Linked DNA regions of Muntiacus reevesi: all the other regions are linked to region 1. A link is a contact called in public Hi-C data. All regions are on one chromosome and are shown on one strand. Each heading gives the region's core, a stretch centred on a gene start, on an enhancer-like site or on the middle of the called end of the contact. The rest is flanking DNA. Distances are from core to core; before and after follow the strand shown.

Region 1 (3,487 bases), core at 834-3,333:
TAGGCATATTCCTCCCCCTCTAAAATGTTATAATTGTCTAAATACTTAAAAAGGATGCAGTGTCCATGTTGACAATTGTCTAAAAAAAGCACAAAGTTCATAGACAAGCCTTTCTCTCCTTGTTTCTTCTGAAAAATGAATAAAATGGAAAACAATCTTAAAACCACATTGAAATTCAAATTATAGGTTGCTATTGTTGTCCAATTGCTAAATTGTGTCCGACTCTTTGTGACCTGGTGAACTGTAGTCTGCTAGGCTCCTCTGTCCCTGGGATTTTCCAGGCAAGAATACTGGTGTGGGTTGCCATTTCCTCCTCCGGGGGATCTTCCTGGACCAAGGATTGAACCTATAGCTCCTGCACATGTATGCAGATTCTTTACCAATGAGCCACCAAGGAAGACCAAACTATAGATAAGAAAAAACAAAAACCAATGACATGAGAGAATTTTCAACTATTGATAACTTACAAGATCTGCAGTTACTTCTTTCATTAACAATTGTTTGCTGTTTTCTATATTTTAAATTGTATTATACTTTAAGTAAAATATTTATTATATTTAAAAATTCAAATAACATTTTAAAAAAGAACAGAATTTTCAGATATTAAGATATCTCTCATTTGTATCCATTTAAAGATTCATATTTCCACTTTAATATAATTTTTCTTGCAAAATGTACCTCAAAAATAGAAAAGAACGCCAAAACGGAAGTTTTATTTATGCGGTAGAAAAGCTGAAAAGGAAAGAAACTTCAGAGGGGACAAAAACCTATGGTATTTCAAGCGGTTTCTGACCTGTAAAGGATTTGAAAATTGTATACAAAGTTTTATAAAATAAGCTTAACAGCCAGATTCATGTTAGCGTGCTCCGGGTGTAATTTTAACTGTACACTTCACACAACAGAATGAAAGAATAATGATTTGGTGATGTTGAATGTATTGATTAAACTGTGAGTCCAATAAACACTGGTTACTTTTTTGGTAGAAATATGTACAAGCAATTACAGTCACTGATTTCTTGCAGTTGTTTCTTGTTATGTTCCTGATTTTACAATTCCCCAACGCAAAGGTGCAGAAAACTAATATTTACCCTCCTTTTCGAAAAATGGCATGATGAAGAGAAGACTCGCAGGGTATAAACACAAATGCAGACTTTTGGAAGTTGATGACTTTAAGATTCATTCTGTTAAGTTTTTGTCATTTCTCAAACAAAATTTTTGAGTTTTTCCTTAAAATTCCAGCGCTTCTTTGCATTAGCCCAACCAAGTACATGATCCCTACCCATTTTGACCCTGTTCACTGCTCCTGCCCGCAGTTTCAGCATCGCAGGTCCCCGGTATCCGGGGCGAGTTGAAGCCCACGAAGTCCAAAAACCCAGGGTCCCAAAACTGGGAGGTTCCTGGCTCCGTTGGACCCACAGTCTGCGAGTTCCAGCGGCAGACCACAGCTCCAGGCTCTCCTAGGGGACCTGAGACCTCTCCCAGAATATCCTGTTCCTTTTGTTCTTTTGTTCAACAAACGTGTTCAACTTCCGATGCCCCTCAGTCTTCGGAAAATCATTTCGGGCCTCGCTTTGCAGGGCAGCGTCCTCGCCTTGTTAATGACCCAAAGAAGCTGCGGAAGACGAATGTCGGGAGCTATTTAGCAGGTATTACCAAACGCTGTCCCTCCAAGTGCCGCGCATCTGCGGGGAACATAAAGCCTCCTCCCTTCCCTTCATCCTTCACTACCACCCAAGAAAGCGTTAATGGCAAAGAGCGACCACGGCGAAGCTCTGCCGTGCGTGCATCCGAGCCAGCCTTATGCCAAGTTCCTCCACACCGCGAGGCGCCACCTTCTCCCCAAGCCAGCAGGAGGGGTGGCAAGCCGCGGCCAGGCCTCGAGGTTAAGGGAGGGGTCTGAGCATCGAAGCCTCAAAAACCTCCGGGCTGGAGGTGAATCGAGAATCACGTCCGGGATTGGCGGGGTGTCTCTGCTGAATTCTTGCATCCAGTCGGGAAGCTGGGTTCCCCGGACCGCGTAGCGGAACTACAACTCCCGAGACCACTGCTGCCCGGACTTCCGGAAGCCAGAGCTGGCCGGGGAGGAAGTTGCTGAGACCCGGCCAAAAGGACGGGGGTTAATTTAGGAAGAAAAACGGGGGGTGGGAAGAGCTTTAGGGCTAACCTGTCAATTCGCCACCATGAACGTGGTTTTTGCTGTAAAGCAATACATTTCCAAAATGATAGAGGACAGCGGACCTGGCATGAAAGTGCTTCTCATGGATAAAGAGACGGTGAGTTTGCTTTTGCTCAGTGTTTGGGAGGGAAACCTCCTCCCTTGCAATAGCTGGTCCCATGCCAGTGTAGGGTTTAGCATTTAATTAAAGATTTGTAAGTTCATCATGGAACTGAAAGGCTTTATATAAAGCTTGCCTAGATGGTTTTCAGTCTGAATGATTCTCACTACTGCCAGAGTCTTCTTGTACCCAAAACAATTGATTGAAATCAGAAATCCGTTTCTAAATGCCTCTTGCCAAGAAATTATATATAAGACAGACCACCGGGAAGACTTTGGGATGGTCCTGTTATTTCCACTCAGCGTTGTGTTTTTAAAGTAAAGCTATTAGAGCTCAAACTGAGATGACAGGTTATTATTTATCGGTCACAAAATTTAAAAAAAAAAAAAAACTTAAGGTGGTGGGAAACTTTTTATTTGTCAATTTATGGGTTGTCCGTGTTCGGAGAGAGCATTTCATTCTGGTACATTACTTATTATTTTAGATGCTCAGTAAATGTTATTACATATGTTAGTATTTAAGTTATCCCAGTAAGTATAGTATTAATGAAAAAAAATTTTTTTTAACTCTTAGGTATTGCTGCTTGTTTTTATTATTCTGGACTAGCATAATATTAGTTAATTTTTTTCTTTACAGACTGGCATAGTGAGTATGGTATACACACAATCGGAAATTCTCCAGAAGGAAGTGTACCTTTTTGAACGCATTGATTCTCAAAATCGAGAGATCATGAAACACCTGAAAGCAATTTGTTTTCTTCGACCTACCAAGGTACTGCATAAACAGCTGCCATCTGCTTAGGCAAATACAGCACACTATGATCTGGAAGTATTATGAAGACAAGATAAATTTCTATTATCATCATTTGTGGCATCATAATTATACTGGCTTATCAGTCATGACTTTCCTGCTTTCCATATCTCAGTCACTCCTCACAGCTAGATTTCCTTCAAGATGTTATGTAGGTTCTCAGTTACTTGCAAAGCCACTAACTGCCCTGAGACCCACATCTCTATTCTGAATGAAACTCCACACCTATCACACTGAACACCGTTACCATTTAATCTTACATACTTATGTCAGTGTTTTGAGTCTTTATCGTTTTATTCATATCTATGTTTAGGAATCTTTAATGGCTCAATTTTACTTCCCTGACATATTTAGTAGCCCTCAGAGCCCTCCTTTAGCTGGCCTGGTCTGCCCTTATGTTT
Region 2 (3,586 bases), core at 515-3,014, 230 kb before region 1:
CTCCTACATTATAAATTAAAAAAATTCTCTTTAAGCACAGTCATGTAAATTCCCCCAAGTTTGATTAATATAAAAACTTTGACTGTCAAGTGAATTGGAAACTAAGATTTTGTCCTTTTGCCTCAAGGGTATATTTTATTTGGTAAAATATCCAACCTTTGTCAGGATTAGTCTTGAGTTTCACAAATTCTGAGAGAGCCTTAGAAATTCATCCCACGTTAACTGTGCCCTTTTATACACCATGCCCCCAAAATCCATTAAAAAAAAAAAAAGACACCTGAGAATACCAAAATCCACCTCCCCAGTCCCCACCCCCAACCTGACTTTATCAGGGAACTTCAGAACAGGCACCTGGATGTATGTTTAGCAGGCTAGTAAGTGGTTCTTGCAACCAGGGAAGTTTGTTACAAAACTAAGACAAGGTCCTTGCCCTGGAGGAGATTATTTTCCTGTGGAGGAATGTAGGCAATCACAGTAAATTATGTGCTGGTCAGTTTTCACCAAAAGCAGAGGACAGGTGAAAATGTTTGATCTAAATGAGGACTAAATCCTAAAAGGGCGGGGGGGGGGGGGGGGGGTGGGAATACAGCCCTGAAGGAAAGGAAGCCTTTGGGCACTGGGTCTCTCAACCTTATCACAAGGATCAACGTTACGCACAAGAGGTAACTCTGGGCTGTGGGGGCGGAAAGCTGCCCTATATAGGATGTACCCACGGAACACCGGTAGCACCCTCCCAAGTGAGGTAGCACCCCTCCAAGTTCCCTGGAGTCCAAACGTCTCCAGATTTGCCAAACGTCCCATGGTTCGGGTTGGGGGGCGGAGTGCGAAAACTTATCTGGTCGAGGGTCACTAGACTAAGAAGTTAGGGGAGGATGGCTAAGTTGGGATTTGCTGATAGACCAACATACTAAAACCCCTGGCTATGTTGGCAAAAGCTTGGGACAGATACCCAGAGGTGTACGTTTAAAAAAAGACTAATATTAGTAAACAGCGAGGATTGGGGAACTCAAGACACTATCTGTACGTTGAGAGTAAATCCCAGCTCGTTTACTAAATAAAAGAACAAATAAATTTAGTAGGTTAGCCCCCCTCCCCCCGTACCTAGAACTCAGACTAGGCGGGTAGGGATCATCTTGAACACCATTACCAGCAAGACGACACTTACCATTAGGTGGCACCACTGGACCATTTCGAATTTGAATTGCTAGGGCAACTTTTACCATTGATCCAACCTAGCCCCACATCTAAACGCGACCCTAATTACGGACCCCCCAACGCAACTAATTCTTAAGTGTTTACAGCCACTTTCTCTGGTAAAGTAAGTGGCTCTGAAAAGAGCCTTTGTGTATAACGTAGATGTTCGATTTCGTCCTTTGAGCGCCCTTACTTTGAGCTGGTGTACTTGGTGACCGCCTTGGTGCCCTCGGACACCGCGTGTTTGGCCAGCTCGCCAGGCAGCAGCAGTCGCACCGCCGTCTGGATCTCTCGGGAAGTAATGGTCGAGCGCTTGTTGTAATGCGCCAGGCGCGACGCTTCCCCAGCAATGCGCTCGAAAATATCATTGACGAAGGAGTTCATGATGCCCATGGCTTTGGACGAGATGCCGGTGTCCGGGTGTACCTGTTTCAGCACTTTATACACGTAAACGGAATAGCTTTCTTTGCGGCTGCGCTTACGCTTCTTGCCGTCCTTCTTCTGCACTTTCGTGACAGCTTTTTTAGAACCTTTTTTCGGAGCAGGAGCGGATTTTGCTGGATCCGGCATTTTTGCAAGAACACACGCCACACGCTTGCACTAAACAATACCAACTACCTCAGACCGAGCCCTTTACGCGTTATTTATAGAGCCTTTATGCAAATGAAGGCTAACAGAGTACTGCATTTTTATTGGTTAATATACAACAGTGTCGTCATAGAGAGGCAGAGTCCATGTAAATAAGGTTCCGCTGGCGTTTTCTTAGTGGTTCTTACAACAAATGTCTTGTTAACCAATCAAAATGTTCAGTTTCACACTAAATTAAGTAAATGTAGTTTCACCTGTTTGGGGTCTTTTGTTAAATGATTTTCACTTTTTCTCGTTGACTTGTATATAGTAGCGATCTGAAGCGCGTGCTAAAGACAAGCTAACTTTCTCTTATTTTTGCATCGTTTTACTCCTCTGTACTATTTTGTGGAAGTTTGGTTCTGGTTTTCGCAACAATACCTTAGCCGCCCCACCCCACCCCCCTTTTTTTTTTTACGGTTTGCGCCTTCTGTCTCATGCAGTTAGGAAGATGGGATCCTACATATCTCAGGGCTCTTGTCCCCATTCTTAACAGGTGAAATACCGAGGAACTAATCGGGGATCGAGGATTTATCTAACACCTGGCCTAATTGTAGTAACTAGAATCGAGTTGAAACCGACTACCATTCCTACAGTAACCACATAATGGCGGCCTTCTTCAGTGTTCAGATTTGTGCTAACGTTTTGTACTAGCACCTTGGAAAGCGCTACAACTGGCAGAGAATTTAGCTTCTTGCAGTTTTCTCAGAAATCTAGGTTGGAGCTCTGCGCTAAGAAATCAAACCGGCTTGTAAGCGCAGTTTTCGTTAAAATGGCCTAGACCTCGCTTCTGGGGCTCCCTCTAGCGTCTGTCAGCTTTAATTCCATAACCTCACCACTCAACGCGTGTTAAAACGCCCCTACCCGCTTTACCCTTAACATTCGTGCTCTTAACATTGAGCTCTTAATAGAGCTCACCGACTAAAGTGAAAGCTGGTACAGCTGCTTTTTATGAAAACGTGGGTGGCTCTGAAAAGAGCCTTTAGATCGTCTACTTTAAAATGTACGCCTTAAGCCCGCTCCCCGCGGATGCGGCGAGCCAGCTGGATGTCTTTGGGCATGATGGTCACGCGCTTGGCGTGGATGGCGCACAGGTTCGTGTCCTCAAACAGCCCCACCAGGTAGGCCTCGCTCGCCTCCTGCAGCGCCATCACGGCCGAGCTCTGGAAGCGCAGATCGGTCTTAAAGTCCTGCGCGATCTCGCGCACCAGCCGCTGGAACGGCAGCTTGCGGATCAGCAGCTCGGTCGACTTCTGGTAGCGCCGGATCTCCCGCAGGGCCACGGTGCCCGGCCGGTAGCGGTGCGGCTTCTTGACGCCGCCCGTGGCCGGCGCGCTCTTGCGAGCCGCCTTGGTGGCCAGCTGCTTCCGCGGGGCCTTGCCACCGGTCGACTTGCGGGCAGTCTGCTTCGTACGTGCCATGGTTTCTCACAGGTTTTATTCAGCGGCCCTCCTAGGCAGTCTCATTTATAGACATAGCCTCGTCTTGATTGGACCAGAAAAGCTAGCAATTTCCGAAATTGTAATTTCATTGGCTAGAATTCAATCCTATTTGAGCAGAAGATTGTAATGCTAGTCTCTTCACATACGACCTCCCTTTTCCAGCCCTTTTCTATAATCTTATCACAGATCTCTTTTTAAATGCCTTTTCTTTATATTGCTGTTAACTTTCGTAAGAACAATTTATGAAGTGTTTTTGCACGCTTGGGATTTATATTTTAGCAGGTTCTTTCAAAATACAAGCACGCCCTAGGTTTCAGCCTACA
Region 3 (3,707 bases), core at 342-2,841, 230 kb after region 1:
TATAAGTTAAATAAGCAGGGTGACAATTACAGCCTTGACGTATTCCTTTTCCTATTTCGACCAGTCTGTTGTTTCATGTCCAGTTCTAACTGTTGCTTCCTGACCTACACATAGGTTTCTCAAGAGGCAGGTCAGGTGGTCTGGTATGCCCATCTCTTTCAGAATTTTCCAATTTATTGTGATCCACACAGTCAAAGGCTTTGGCATGGTCAGTAAAGCAGAAATAGATGTTTTTCTGGAACTCTCTTGCTTTTTCAATGATCCAGCAGATGTTGGCAATCTGATTTCTGGTTCCTCTGCCTAAAACCAGCTTGAACATCTGGAAGTTCACAGTTCACGTATTGCTGAAGTCTGGCTTGGAGAATTTTGAGCATTACTTTACTAGCGTGTGAGATGAGTGCAATTGTGTGTTAGTTTGAACATTCTTTGGCTTTGCCTTTCTTTGGATTGGAATGAAAACTGACCTTTTCCAGTCCTGTGGCCACTGCTGAGTTTTCCATATTTGCTGACATAGCGAGTGCAGCACTTTCACAGCATCATCTTTTAGGATTTGAAATAGCTCAACTGGAATTCCATCACCTCCACTAGCTTTGTTAATAGTGATGCTTCCTAAGGCCCACTTGACTTCACATTCCAGGATGTCTGACTCTAGGTGAGTGATCACAGCATCGTGATTATCTGGGTCGTGAAGATCTTTTTTGAACTATGATTACTCCATTATAATTTCAATTTTTCATCAACTGTAAAAATATGGTGGCCATTAACTGAAATGAGGGAGACTGTGTTGGGAGCTGGTTTGGGGAGGACGGTGGTGGTTAGAATCAGGAGTTTAGACTTCGTCATGTAAGTTTAGGAACTCTACATGTATGTAACCAACTGCATATAGTTATATACCAAGCAGCTCTACTGAACTCTCTGAGAAGCTTTACTGAACTCTCTGACGACTCTTGTGGTCTTCACAGCAACCCTATGAGGTGGATTTTTTTTTTTACAGGTGAGGAAACAGCTTAAGGAACTTGCCTAATGTCACAGATAATGAGTGGGAGAGCTGTAATATAAATACAGACGGCTTTAAAACTCGTGCTGTTGCTTAAATCATTAAGTAATACTGAATCTCAGTGGATGCATGACATATAGTAATAGATAGTCATTATTTGTTCCGTGAAAGAATGGAAGGGGAAAAACAACAACACTAAAAGGGGGGAGGGGGTACCATGATCTCTGGCACCACTGTTAAGTTACGGACAATAGCTAAGGAGGGGATGCTAGGGATCCTTAATGCTAGGGATCACGACTCTTGGAGGCTTTACTTTGTACTAGAAAGTCCGGGTTTAGCCCAAACGCAGAAGCCCTGCTTTTAGTTCTAGCATAACCGTAGTGCGCTTATTCGCCACACTAGGAGTACTATAGGCAGCCCAATTTATGCTTCAGGTAACACTAACGTTGCACACCTTTACCTGGGCAAACCGATGAGGCGAGGAACTAGCCAACGTAAAACTTTAGGGCTCCGCTACGCATGCGCTCCCTCTCTGGGCGGCTAGTAGCCACTACGGCTGCGCGAACCGGCGGCCCCACCCTCCCTCGTCACGCGTTGTGGGACCGCGGCGTGGCGGCGGCCGTGGCGGTAGCGACGGCAGGCCATAGGGCGGCCAGAGGGTTTCCGGTTCCGGTGTAACGTTCGGGCTCCGTCTCAGGGGCTGAAGTTTGTGAGGTGAGTAGTGGCCCGGGGCCCGGAGGGGGTATCCTGTTGTCCTAGTGTTTGGGGTAGGGTTCAGTTCGAGAGAAGGACAGAGGCGGGAAGGTTCAGCGGAAAGGAAGCTGAGCAAAGAACAAGGTTCTGTGGGAGAACGGGTTGGAATGAGGTTGTTGAGAGGGAAAGGGCGGGGGCGGGAAAGGGGCGAGCTGAGGGGACTCGCACTGAGATGAGGAGTTGGGGTAGAACAGGTGAGTGGGGGCTGGTCAGAGAGACGGGATGAGCAAAAAAGAAACGAATGGGAGTTTCAAGGATGAAATTCGACTTGTAGCAAAGAACACAGAGAAAGAAAATCCTTCAGAAGATTAAATTCTGTTGCCTGCTCATTCAGAGATCATTCTGCCTTCCTCTCCTTCCACACCAGAACCACACCCCACCCCTACCCCACGCAGTTACTGTTGAACAATTGATTAGTGACAAAGCTCGTTACTGTTTGGAACTTTTATTTTGCCCACTGGCTGTTTAGTTTGCACGTTATCTTATGGAGGAATGGGTTGAAGTTGTGTACATTTGTTAGTATAGTGCTTGGGCACACGTTTCATCTAATAGAGTGATGCCCCACTTGTAGCTCTGGATTTTCAAATTGTTTACTCTTTCTAGCCTATGATTCAGTTCCAGTGGAATATAAATTCTGTTAAGGCAAGAATTCTTGTCTGTCTTGTTCACCGTTGTGTGTATTCTCAGCATTCAGTAGGCTGCCTGAAACTTACTAGGTATGCAGTAAATATTTATTGAATGAATTAAGTGCCTTATAAGAATGACAGTTGTCCTCACTTTGTAGGATGAGTGAACTGAGGCTCAGAGGAATTACTTGTCAGAAGACTGGTAAATGGTAGAGGTGTGTGTGAGCTCTTCACTCTATGGTGTCTGAATATGCTTCTTGTTAACATGTTGAGATTGATAGACTATATGCTGTCTCCTGATGGGTAAATAAAGCCACTGCAGATTTATTCATATTACATGTCACTGAGGCACAAAATACTTCACCTCTAGTTTCATGACTTTAAGCTACTAGTTTCATATGGTTATACCAAAATTATATACATTATTTAGCAATAGGTCTTCTAGAGGATAAACTTGCCAACAATGTAGAAGTTAATCAAGCTGTACCTTTTAGGGAAAAGATGTCTTAAAACATCTTGAAAAATTGACACCCAGATCGAACCCTGATGTGTGGCACTTCTGGGAGGAGGTTAACTTGGAATTGAGGTCAGTCTAATTTATTGTCTTTTAGACAGTATAGAGGAAATTATGGAAATAAAATTTTCTTTCTGCTCATGTAGAGTTTTGAGATTTCAGTAGGAGATAAGACTGTAAGCATGAATAGTTTAAGAACTGTACTGATTTGCATTAAATAACAGATTGTTGTAGAGTCTTGTATGATGGTTTCTCTATTAAGCTAAAAAGTAGAAGAATAAAGGTAAAGGTGAAAGAATACATCCAAAATGAGGGTAATCTTTTTATTTATTAATTTTTATTGGAGTATAGTTGCTTTGTAATGTTGTGTTAGTTTCTACTGTACAGCAGAATGAATCAGCCTTTCATATACATATGAAAAGGGTAACCTTTTCTGAACTGAGGGATTACTTATGACAGAGACCCTGTAGAACAAAAGAGAAAAGGATCTGGGTACAGAATTCCCACTGGGATGACAATGAATACAGAGAAATATGACAGAACAGTCTTGAGGATTAGGAGCTTTAATGTAAGATGTAACCCGGATAAGCCATCTCTTATTTGTGTTCCTTAAAAGAAGCCCTGGGTTAAGGAATGCCTGCCTGGAAGTAGGAAGAATAGAAAAGTTGGCCTGTGAGTGGGCTTTTTCAGTCTTGTTTTCATGTTATATGTTTGACAGTCCTTGTTGAATATGATAATCAGAAAGGAAGCTAGAACTCATTTCTCAGACTAGGTTCTTCCCAAGGGTTGGTTTGTTATTCCACAGATTTCATTGATT

Evidence for each region. Hi-C and Micro-C count contacts between places; a contact is called where the count stands out from the background.
Region 2: a Hi-C map of muscle shows a contact between it and region 1, with 7 times the contacts expected there. The contact joins the promoter of LOC136146349 here to the promoter of VPS45 in region 1. A contact is called at or near these places in 2 of 3 Hi-C or Micro-C datasets (blood and muscle).
Region 3: a contact with region 1 is called in a Hi-C map of muscle, with 4 times the contacts expected there. The contact joins the promoter of PRPF3 here to the promoter of VPS45 in region 1. A contact is called at or near these places in 2 of 3 Hi-C or Micro-C datasets (blood and muscle).

What each region holds. Positions count from the first base shown.
Region 1 is chr1:83,071,637-83,075,123 of mMunRee1.1, reverse strand. VPS45 (vacuolar protein sorting 45 homolog) reads left to right here and starts at 2,083. Exons shown (of 15, transcript XM_065905115.1): 1 at 2,083-2,273; 2 at 2,913-3,047. The coding sequence starts at 2,181.
Region 2 is chr1:83,299,997-83,303,582 of mMunRee1.1, reverse strand. It overlaps LOC136146349 (histone H2B type 2-F-like), which reads right to left and starts at 1,764. Exons shown (of 2, transcript XM_065905197.1): 1 at 1,388-1,764. The coding sequence starts at 1,764. It overlaps LOC136162415 (histone H3), which reads right to left and starts at 3,242. Exons shown (of 1, transcript XM_065927059.1): 1 at 2,832-3,242. The coding sequence starts at 3,242. The coding sequence ends at 2,832.
Region 3 is chr1:82,845,821-82,849,527 of mMunRee1.1, reverse strand. PRPF3 (pre-mRNA processing factor 3) reads left to right here and starts at 1,591. Exons shown (of 16, transcript XM_065905026.1): 1 at 1,591-1,711.